2 separate regions of the Pan troglodytes genome follow, and region 2 is linked to region 1. A link is a contact called in public HiChIP or PLAC-seq data. All regions are on one chromosome and are shown on one strand. Each heading gives the region's core, a stretch centred on a gene start, on an enhancer-like site or on the middle of the called end of the contact. The rest is flanking DNA. Distances are from core to core; before and after follow the strand shown. Region 1 holds the start of CENPV (centromere protein V). Region 2 holds the start of PIGL (phosphatidylinositol glycan anchor biosynthesis class L).

What was found. HiChIP or PLAC-seq counts read pairs in DNA pulled down with a chosen protein or histone mark.
Region 2: an H3K4me3 HiChIP or PLAC-seq map of stem cell-derived excitatory neurons shows a contact between it and region 1, with 2.2 times the contacts expected there. The contact joins the promoter of PIGL here to the promoter of CENPV in region 1. A contact is called at or near these places in 1 of 7 Hi-C or Micro-C datasets (stem cell-derived neural progenitor cells) and 1 of 1 datasets of contacts at active chromatin or transcription factors (stem cell-derived excitatory neurons).

What each region holds. Positions count from the first base shown.
Region 1 is chr19:53,644,338-53,650,250 of NHGRI_mPanTro3-v2.0_pri, reverse strand. It overlaps CENPV (centromere protein V), which reads right to left and starts at 1,275. Exons shown (of 5, transcript XM_511783.8): 1 at 807-1,275. The coding sequence starts at 1,216.
Region 2 is chr19:53,782,635-53,788,245 of NHGRI_mPanTro3-v2.0_pri, reverse strand. It overlaps PIGL (phosphatidylinositol glycan anchor biosynthesis class L), which reads left to right and starts at 3,102. Exons shown (of 8, transcript XR_010153004.1): 1 at 3,102-3,419. NCOR1 (nuclear receptor corepressor 1) reads right to left here and starts at 2,132. Exons shown (of 47, transcript XM_054670432.2): 1 at 1,601-2,132.

The DNA of each region.
Region 1 (5,913 bases), core at 26-2,525:
TGTTCCCCGAGGCAGGAATCCAGATCGCATTTGGAGAAAAGAAGGCAGCCCTTTAACAGCCCAGTTAAAAGCTCTTTCCCAAATCGCGGACACTCGAGATGCTCCTCGGGCCATCTAAAAGACTGCGGAGCAGCCAGGAGGGCGAGCGGCAGGGAGCATTAGCTGGCTGAGCACATAAAAGCCTCCCTACGCAGGCATCCCCGCCGCCGCGCGAGGCCGGAGCATCTCTTCGCGCGCGCTTCTCTCCCGGATCAATAACCCCCGCCCCCTGCTCCCTCCCTGGCAGTGCCTGGAACAACGACGGGATTTTGCTTCCCAGTTAGTTCAAAACTATTCATGCTTCCTTCAACGCTTCTACCTTTCCCTTCCACCCACCCTCAAAAACACGTGTGCAAACACACAAAAAAGGGGGATTCGGGTAAGAGAAAGCCGTGGGATTTATCTTCTTTTCACTAAGAAAGGCCCCCACACCCTTTGCGCGCCAGCAAGAGACAACGTCCCCGAGCACGATGCTTATGGCCGGGAAAGACTCTTTGTGTCCCAAGACGGCTGCGCGCGCCCTCAAGCTCCGGAAGAAGCCCCCTTTCCATTCCCAGGCCACACAGCCCTAGAAGCACCGCCCCGCCCCGCCGCCCTTAGAATTAGGGAATAACCCCAGTGCTAACGGGGGAGCCGCGTCGGCTCCGTAACGTGGAAGGCTCAGAGCTGAAAGGCGCCCAAGGCCTGCACGCGGGCTGCGAGCCCGACTCCTGCCGAGGGGGTCCGCGTGGCACCGGCTCCCGCGCGCCCCGGCCCGCCGTACTCACAAGGTGTCTAGCAGGAGCTTGGCGGCACCCTCGGAGGTAAGCTTCTGCCGCTTCTGGAACGTCTCCCAGCGCTCCCGCTGCTCGCCCAGGTCCAGGTTGGACGCCGAGGACGTCGGGGTCGCGGGAGTCGGCGGCGGCGGCGGCGGTGGCGGGAGCAACGCCAGCTCCGGCGGCGGCGGCTCCCCCGGGCCCTCCTCCTGGGCCCGCGGCGACGAGCGCCTCAGCCGCGGCTTCTCCGACGGCGGCTTCTCCACCGCCTGGCTCTTGCTCCCGGCCTGGCTAGCGGAGCGCCGTGTGCGGGTGGCGCTGGGTGCCAAGGCAGCGGCCGCGGAGGCCGCGGGGGCCGCGGAGGCCCCGGACCGCTTCTGCCCGCGCAGCTTGGCGGCCGCAGAGCTCCTCGATCGCCGCATGGCTCCCGCAGCCTGGCGCGCAGGCCTCGCAGCGCGGCGCGCCCCCGCCGGCCTGCGCGCGCCCCCGCCGCCCGCCAGTCTTCAGGCCCAGGGGGCGCTGCGCCCGGCTGCCCCGCTCCGCCAGCCGCGCCCCGCAGCGCGGCGCCTGCCCGCAGGAGGGAGACCCGGCCCGCCCGGCCGCTGGGACGCACCTGCCTGTTCCGTCCCGCAGGCCCAGAGGGGCTGCGCCTGGGCCTACGCTCGCGATACCCAGAATCCACTCGCACCTGCGAAGGCGCCCCTGCCCTGTGTGAATCCAGCGGGCTCTTCGTACCTTCCCGACCTGGAGGGGCCTGGGTTGGGCCTGAATTCGCAGGCTCATCCGAGCGGGCAGCCTGGGGTAACTTCGTCTCCAAAAACGAGCTAATTTGTGTAAACGGCCTGCCACCTGCTACCTCCTGTGTAACAGCGGCCGAAACCATAGTTCTTCACCTTCGTCTTTTCTGTCACATTATAGAACAGTGTCATGAGGATACCAATAGTCAACAGATTTGGGGTTTCATTTTAATTAAATGAATGACCCGTGCGTCGAATTTCATTAGTATGATTTTGATGAAGGCAGCACCAAAGTTTAAAGACAAAAGGCACGAGAATCGTTTATGGAACCCAGATAGTCTTCTTCTCCTTCTCCTTCTTCTTCTTTTTTCAGACCGAGTTTCGCTCTTGTTGCCCAGGCTGGAGTGCAGTGGCGCGATCTCGCCTCACCGCAGCCTCCGCCTCCCAGGTTCAAGCGATTCTCCTGCCTCAGCCTCCCGAGGAGCTGGGATTACAGGCATTCGCCACCACACCCGGCTAATTTTGTATTTTTAGTAGAGACGGGGTTTCACCATGTTGGTCAGGCTGGTGCCGAATACTCCCGACCTCAGGTGATCCATCCGCCTCGGCTTCCCAAAGCGCTGGGATTACAGGCCTGAGCCACCGGGCCCAGCCTATCTTTCTTTTTTTTTTTTTTCTTTTTTTTTTTTTTTTTCTTTTTTGGAGTCTCACTCTGTCGCCAGGCTGGAGTGCAGTGGCGCGATCTCGGTTCACTGCAACCTCCGCCTCACCGTTCCAGCGATTCTCCTGCGTCAGCCTATCTTTCTTCTTTATTCTGATTTTCTTCATGGTATTGTTAGTTTAATAGTTTATTGAATTAAAGGCATAGTTTAACTATTTTGTCTTTTTTTTTTTTTTTTTTTTCCATACAGGATCTGACAGACTGGAGTGCAGTAGCGGGATCTCGGCTCAGTGTAGCCAAGAACTCCTGGCCTCAAGCGATCCTGCAGCCTGGGCCTCTGGAGTAGCTGGAACAACAGGCGGCGCCCCGCCCCCCCCCCCCCCCCCCAGCTAATTGTTGCTATTGTTGTTTTGTAGATACCGGGTTTCCCTATGTTGCCCAGGCTGGTCTCTAACTCCTGGCCTCAAGCGATCCTCCCGCCTAGTTCTCCCCAAGTGTTGGGATTACAGGTGTGAGCCACCGAGCCCCACCTTGCCATTTTGTCGTTGTTGTTGTTGGAATTATGGTTTACACACAGCAACGTGCAAATATCTTAGATGTACAGCTTATGTGACCACCACCACTTCAGATACAGAACATTTTCAGCACACCAGAGTTTCCCTCAGGCAAAAGAAAACAGAGGCGATCACTGTTCTTTTACCACCATAGGTTGGTTTTGCTTATTCTTGAACATCATTTTAAAACGGCACGTAGGCCGGGCGCAGTGGCTCATGCCTAATCCCAACACTATTGGGAGGCCGAGGTGCTCAGATCGCTTGAGCCCAGGAGTTTGAGACCAGGAGGTGGAAGCTGCAGTGAGCTGTGATTACACCACCATATTCTACTCTGGGTGACAGAGTGAGACCTTGTCTCAAAAAAAAAAAAAAAAAAAAAGCTGGGTGTGGGGAGTGGTTATCCTTGAGGAGAACTAACTGGGAAAGAGAACAAAGGACTCTGCTAAGATGCTGGATATGGCCAGGCACAGTGGCTCATGCCTGTAATCCCAGCACTTTGGGAGGCGGAGGTGGGCAGGAGTTTGAAACCAGCCTGGCCAACATGGGGAAACCCTGTCTCTACTAGAAATACAAAAACTAGCTGGGCATGCTGGCAGGCACCTGTAATCCCAGCTACTCGGGAGGCTGAGACAGGAGAATCGCTTGAATCCAGGAGGTGGCGGTTGTAGTGAGCCGGAGGTTGCACCATTGCACTCCAAGCTGGGCAACAGAGTAAGACTCCGTCTCAAAGAAAAAAAAAGATACTGGATATGTTCTCTACATTATCTTGATCTGGGTGGTAGTTATGGAGGTGTGTAAAACACATAAAAACACTTCAGTGTGTGTAAGACTTAGCTCAATTTAAAAATGAAGAACATGGCTGGGCATGGTGGCTCACGCCTGTAATCCCAGCACTTTGGGAGGCCAAGGTGTCGGATCACCTGAGGTCAAGAGTTTGAGACCAGCCTGACCAATGTGGAGAAACCTCATCTCTAATAAAAATACAAAATTAGCCGGGCGTGGTAGCACATGCCTGTAATCCCAGCTATTCAGGAGGCTGAGGCAGGAGAATCACTTGAACCCGGGAGGTGGAGGTTGCAGTGAGCTGAGATCGGCCATTGCACTCCAGCCTGGGCAACAAGAACAAAACTCTGTATCAAAAAAAAAAAAAAAAAAAAAGAAGAAGAAGAAGAAGAAGAAGAACAACAACATAAGTTAGGCTTTTATTTTAAAGACATTATATCATTAAGTAGGTTTGAGGTGAAGAAAATAATTGAATAGTTATTGCAAACCCAAAACTCAAGAACGCAATTAAAAAGGCATGTGCTGGCTGGGCACAGTGGCTCATGCCTGTAATCCCAGCACTTTGGGAGGCCAAGGAGGGCAGATCACTGAGGTCAGGGGTTCGAGACCACCTTGGCCAACATGGTGAAACCCCATCTCTACTAAAATTACAAAAATTAGCTGGGCATGGTTGTGGGCGCCTGTAATCCCAGCTACTCGGGAGGCTGAGGGAGGAGAATCGCTTGAACCCAGGAAGTGGAGGTTGCAGTGAGATTGCACTCCAGCCTGAAACAAAACTCCATCTCAAAAAAAAAAAAGAGGCCGGGCGCGGTGACTCACGCCTGTAATCCCAGCACTTTGGGAGGCCGAGACGGGTGGATTACTTTAAGTCAAGAGTTCGAGACCACCCTGGCCAACATGATGAAACCCCATCTCTACTTAAAACATACAAAAAATTAGTCGGGCATGGTGGTGCGCGCCTATAGTCCCAGCTACTCAGGAGGCTGAGGCAGGAGAATCGCTTGAACATGGGAGCGGAGGTTGCAGTGAGCCAAGATCGTGCCACTGCACTCCAGTCTGGGCGACAGAGGGAGAGTCGATCTCAGAACGAACAAACAAACAAAAAAGGCATGTGCTCGGAACAGTCTGACTCTGGGAATGAAGTTGAGTTGATTTAATCATGGCATTGGAAAATCAAGGAGTAACTAGAATAAGATGAAAATTATTCATTAGGCTAACTCTCAGAAGACTAGAAGTGAAAAACTGAAAATTAAAGGAATGAGGTTAAGGCTATCAAATTGGAGGAAGTGAGGGATTTTCTTAGAAATATGATTGATATAGCATATTACATCAGGCTTTTCTGTAGAAATTAACAGCCAATTCTATACTTTATGTGGATATGCACATGACTTAGAAGGGCCAAAACAATCTTGAAGAACAAATTTGGAGGACTTGATGTATCTGATTTCAGAACTAAGGAAATAAGCTAAGTAGTTTAAACACAGTGGAACTGGTCTAAGGATAGGTAAGCAGATCACTGGAACAGAATGGAGGGTTGAGACATGGATCCACATGTAATGGATCACTTGATTTTTGTTGTTGTTGTTATTGTTGTTGTTGTTTTGAGATGGAGTTTCGCTCTTGTTGCCCAGGCTGGAGTGCAATGGCGTGATCTCAGCTCACCACAACCTCTGCCTCCCGGGTTTAAGCTATTCTCCTGCCTCAGCCTCCTGAGTAGCTGGGATTACAGGCATGCGCCACCATGCCCACCTAATTTTGTATTTTTAGTAGAGACAGGATTTCTCCATGTTGGTCAGGCTGGTCTCAAACCCCCAACCTCAGATGATCTGCCCGCCTCGGGCTCCCAAAGTGCTGGGATTACAGGCACGAGCCACTGCGCCCAGCGATCACTTGATTTTTGTTTTTGTATTTGTTTTTGTTTTTTGAGATGGTGTCTCACTCAGTCACCCAGGCTGGAGTGCAGTGGCATAATCTCGGCTCACTGCAACCTTTGCCTCCTGGATTCAAGCTATTCTCCTGCCTCAGCCTCTGAGTAGCTGGGATTACAGGCACCTGACACCATGCCCAGCTAATTTTTGTTTTTACTAGAGATGGGGTTTCTCCATGTTGCCCGGGCTGGTCTCAAACTCCTGGCCTCAAACTCCTGGCCTCAAGTGGTCCGCCTGCCTTGGCCTCCCAAAGTGCTGGGATTATAGATGTGAGCCGCCATGCCCAGCCAACACTTTTAAATGAAAATAATTAATAGGTGAACTTTTTAAAAATTCAATCTACTTATCTTTTTTTTTTTTTTTTTTTTTTTTTTGAGATGGAGTTTCGCTCTTGTTGCCCAGGCTGGAGTGCAATGGCATGATCTCGGCTCACTGCAACCTCCACCTTCCGGGTTC
Region 2 (5,611 bases), core at 1,853-4,352, 140 kb before region 1:
GTTAACAGAAAAAGAAAAAAAGATACAAGATTTCTCTCTCCAGTAACTTGCGGTTACTTCTTCTGTAATTGTTACCCTTGTCTAAATAACATTCTAAAATTGGTCTGCTCCTGAGCCCGGGCAAGTACAAGTTGGTTCATCCAATAAATATCTTCATGAAAAGGTACATCAAAACATTTTTAAAAGCTATTAAAAATTAAACGATGCCATCAACTCTTCAGTTATCCACAGGACAATCACATGTGACCCAGCATCAGCAGCTATTGATCAAGATATATTGAACGAATGAATGAATCTTTGTAGGCATTTTTAAATCCCGGGCCTGTTGCTCCTTGCACAGTGCCATGTTCAGCCTTCCATCACTGCCTCACCAGGGTGCACACAAGGAATGTAAATTTCAATATAATTAGGATATAATTAGAGAAGCAAATCCGATGCAGGTTTACATACTAATCCCAAAGATTAGAATTACCTATACTACTACTATCCAAGGTTAACTCTGTTGAAGAGGCACCGCAGCATGCAACATCACATAAAGAAAACTGACACTTCCTGAGCAAATAGTTTTCGTCCATATCACTTATTCCCATCCATTCCTTTAATACATGACTATTCCTGATCCAGTTAATTTGAAGAATTCAGTCTCCTCTCCATAAAGGCTGATTTCACAACTACAGTTTCTCAAATTCCTCTCTCCCCAAAAAGGGGTGCACTCACGGACTTCGCTTAAGAAAACACCAACAATAAACGGCAGAAGGTATAGTGTTCGGATCTTTGCCATCTCCACCAGTACCCAGCCTTCGCCATTACACCCTGAAGCGGTCTGTTAGAAAGGTGAACTAATTTACTCTGCACGCACTTGTCCATGGCTGTCAACCTCCGCAGCCCCTTCTACACTTCCAAGTCGGCCACCAACTCCGCCTCAGTGAGCCCAGGCCCGCCACCTGCGCCGGCCCCACCCGGGGCACCGGCTGCCCGCTCTCCCTCGCAGGCCCTGTAGGCTCCGCACGCCCCTCCGCACAGGACACCTCGGGGCCAGCCCCGGCCCGGCCACAGCCCATTCTTCCTCCAAACTCCATAAGCCTCCGCTAGCCCAGCCCGAGCTCCCCGCCGCGCCCGGCTCTCTCCTGGGCTGCCGAGGGGAAGAGGCCAGGCGGCCAGGACGGGTCCCGACCTGCCCAGGCCTGCGACACCCCCCGCCCGGCGGAGAAACCGTCCCAGCGGCTGCTGCCCCGGGAGCCCTCGGAAGCCCCCGGACTAGCAGGAGCCCGGAGGCCGGGGTTGCAGGCGCCAGGGCCTACTCACCGGGAGCTGGCTAAGCGTGGGAGCCGACGTGCGCCCCGGCCTGAGGAGTGGGACGCGGCCACGGCGCGCGGCCCTACACCGGGACCTCGCTCGGCGCGGCGAGTCGGACGCTCACTCCAGCCGCCGCCGCCGCCGCCGCGGCTGCTGCTTCGCCACCTTGACCGCCATCTTGACTCAACCCCTCTCCCTCCCCCCAGCCCGCGGAGCCGCGGCTAAGGCGGCTCCAGCGCCGGCTCCTCCTCCTTCCGGAGAGTTGGAAGACCAACTCCCTCCGCTGGCCGGGCGCCTCTCCTACCTCGGCGGAGCTTCCCGGGTCGCGCTGCGCCCGGTCTCTTCACGTCTCCTCTAGGCCTGGCAGCGGCGGTCCTCTCGGACGGATACGGGGCCGGGCAGCGCCCAGCCGGATCCAGCGCTGCTGCCATCGTGCCCTGGGCTTGTGCGCCCCCCGCCTGCCCGTCTGTTCCGCTTGCCCGAGGCCTTCCTCAGGCGTGGGAAAAGGAAAAACTCAGGCCGTGGAAGGGACCCTGCAAACCCCTCCGCGGCGTGGTGGGGCGGCGGCGGCCTCTGGCCGGAGCTGCGTAGAGGGAAGCCGGTCCCCTCGTGGCTGGGAGCTGGAGGGGTGCATTTCGACCTGCCCAAGATACTTTCTAGGGCTCTGGCTGGAATTCGCACCAAGCCCTCACTGAAATGCTGGGCGAGGCCGATTTGTCCACGATGTTGCTCCTTAACCTTAAGTTACTTGCAAGAGGAGCCTGTGGCCCTCGCGACTGTTAAGTGCACGCTCAGCCTCACCCTGCTGGGGAAACGACGGTTCCTCGTAACCGCACGCATACGTTCCTTTAGAAAAGCCAGGCCCGACCGGACGCAGTGGGTCACGCTTGTAATCCCAGCACTTTGGGAGGCCGAGGCGGGCCCATCACTTAAGGTCAGGAGTTCGAGACCAGCCTGACGAACATGGAGAAACCCCGTCACTACTAAAAATACAAAAATTAAGCGGGCGTGGTGGCGCGCGCCAGTAATCCCAGCTACTGGGGAGACCGAAGTGGGAGAATTGCTTGAACGCGGGAGGCTGAGGTAGCAGCGAGTCTAGGTCGCGCCACTGCACTCCAGCCTGGGCGACGGAGCCAGACCCTGTTTCAAAAAAAAAAAAAAAAAAAAAAACACGAAAGGGCCGGGCGCGGTGGCTCAGGCCTGTAATCCCAGCACTTTGGGAGGCCGAGGCGAGCGGATCACGAGGTCAGGAGTTCGAGACCAGCCTAGTTAATATGGTGAAACCCCCCTCTCTACTAAAAATACAAAAACTAGCTGGGCGTGGTGGCGCGCGCCTATAGTCCCAGCTACTCGGGAGGCCGAGACAGAAGAGTCGCTTGAACCCGGGAGACAGAGGTTGCAGTGAGCCGAGATCGCTCCACTGCACTCCAGCCCGGGCGACAGAGCCTCTCAAAAAAAAAAAAAGTAAAGAAAGCCATCCAAAAGTGAGAAGGAATAACAAAGTTGGTGTAACTGGCTATTTTGGAAAACTGTCATACGGATAACGGGCTGTCTAACCCTATAATTACGAGAAAGGCCCGGGTCTTAAGAAATGAATTCGCAAATGAAGAGGAAGGAACTCTTCCTATAAGTGGGAGCTTATATATAAGACGCTTCCTTTTAAACCGATTGTACAGTGTGGTAGGACTAGGGTAGGAAACTGGACGGCATGGAGACTTCTGTGTTAAAACACAAGAGAACCCTTAACGTTAAAACCTCAAGCTTCCGGAGCATGTCGGCGGGAGGGACTTAACAGCGGAACCCAACATTCCCGGGTGAAGTTTTCCAGCCGGAGTCAGGGTCAGAGGCAGCCTTTCCTACTGCGCAGGCTCAGTGCTGCTTACCCATCATGGAAGCAATGTGGCTCCTGTGTGTGGCGGTGGCGGTCTTGGCATGGGGCTTCCTCTGGGTTTGGGACTCCTCAGAACGAATGAAGAGTCTGGAGCAGGGAGGACGGCTGGGAGCCGAAAGCCGGACCCTGCTGGTCATAGCGCACCCTGACGATGAAGCCATGTTTTTTGCTCCCACAGTGCTAGGCTTGGCCCGCCTAAGGCACTGGGTGTACCTGCTTTGCTTCTCTGCAGGTAGGAGGCCATAGGAGGGGCGATGGGAGCCGGGGCTTTGAAAGGGATTTAAGTGCTAACCGATCTCAGTCGCCTTCTTCTCGAAGAGTTTTCCGTAGGGAGCTAAGTGAATACACCGAAGGTCTTACCTCTGAACCCCTCACAGCCTAGGGACAGGAGCGGCCGGCTTACCTGGTGGGTTGGGGGACGTCGGCAGCTCGCGTACTACGCTAGCAGGATTGAGGAGCAGAGAAACAGTTGCAGTTGGTTGTATTCAGTACCTGCATTTCCGTTGGGAACTCCACCTGTACTTGTTATTCTGTGGAACTTTTTTTTATTTGTAGAAGGAGCAAGAATATTGACCTTACTATATAGCACACGAAACAATCTATGCTGTATCGTGCCTGCTCAATCCTTAAAGTTAACTTCTAATGATAGTAAAAGACTTTCCTGCTGCCTTTAAAATGCAGCTTGTGCTAGTAACATGCATGTGTCAAATTGAAGAATTAGACATAGATGAACAGATAGAAAGTAATTTTGAAGGTAATTTTAGAGTTCAACTCCACCCAGCTTTCAGTGAAGGAACCTTTCAAATAATAGATTTTTGCTTACCATAGAGAAAAGATCAAATGACAAAGCAAATATTGACCATTAAGCTGGAATATGGTGATAATTGAACAGTTGTATAAATGAAGTAATTGAATTGTACACATACAATGGGTGAATTTTATGGCATGTCAAAGTATACCTCAATAAAGCTATTTTTTAAAATTGCCCATGACTTCTTTTCCCATTTGGTTGTGTGTCTTTCCAATTCTTTTTCTATACAGCTTCTTCACAGAAATCACATTTTATAAAATTTTATATCGTTTTTACTCGACATTACTTTTTCATTTATTTACCAAATACTTATTAAACATTTGTGTGCTAGGCCTTATTCTATGCCCTAGGGATACAAAAGTGGAAAGCTAGGTAAGAGCATTGTCCTCGTGAAACTTAAAACATCTACCTATATTTAGATCTAAATGTATAGCCTGTTAAATGGCTTCATCGGGATAAACCTTAATCATCCCTTATTGTTTGTACATTCAGAAGGTTTTTTCCTAGTTTATTGCAAAGAGCAGAGAACATCTTTATGTATATTACTTCATGAGTATTAATTTTTAAAATTGGCTGTTTTAAGGCTTTGCATTGCAAAACACATTCCCAAAAACAAAATGCCAACTTACTCTTTTTTTTTTTTTTTTTTTCTGAGACAGTCTCGCTCTGTTGCCCAGGCTGGAGTGCCGTGGCGTGATCTCGGCTCACTGCAACCTCCACCACCCGGGTTCAAGTGATTCTCCTGCGTCAGCCTGCCAAGTAGCTGGGTTTACAAGCGCATGCCACCACACCTGGCTAATTTTTGTATTTTTAGTAGAGATGAGGTTTCACCATGTTAGCCAGGCTGGTCTCAAACTCCTGACCTCTAGTGATCCACCTGCCTTGGCCTCCCAAAGTGCTTGGGATTACAAGTGTGAGCCACCATGCCTGGCCTACCTATTTACATTCTTACTGGCACTAATGAGAGTATCTGTCTTAATATACTACTTTCTGTAGCATTGACTGACATTTTTTATAAATTTTTTTTTTTTTTTGAGACGGAGTCTTGCTCTATCGCCTAGGCTGGAGTGCAGTGGCGCAATCTCGGCTCACTGTAAGTTCTGCCTCCTGGGTTCACGCCATTCTTTCTGGGACTACAGGCGCCCGCCACCATGCCCAGCTAATTTTTTTTATTTGTTTTTAGTTTTTAGTAGAGACGGGGTTTCACTGTGTTAGCCAGGATGGTCTTGATCTCCTGAACTTTTGATCTGCCCGCCTCAGCCTCCCAAAGTGCTGGGATTACAGGCGTAAGCCACTGCACCTGGCCATTTTTTATAAATTTCTTAATTTGTTTAGTATCTTCTCCCCCAAAAACCTTTGTTACCAGTAAAAGTAAACCATTTTACATATTTATTAAGAATTGGAGCCCAAGCACTTTTCTTCTAAAATTTATGCTCTGTTAAGAATATTAATTGCAAATAGTTACAAGTAATGCCACCATTTTTTCTTAGTTTCTAGGTTTGGTGGGGGTTTTTTGTTTAGTTTTCTTTTTGAGATGGAGTCTCACTCTGTCACCCAGGCTGGAGTGCAGGGGCGCAATCTCAGTTCACTGCAACCTACGCCTCCCGAGTTTA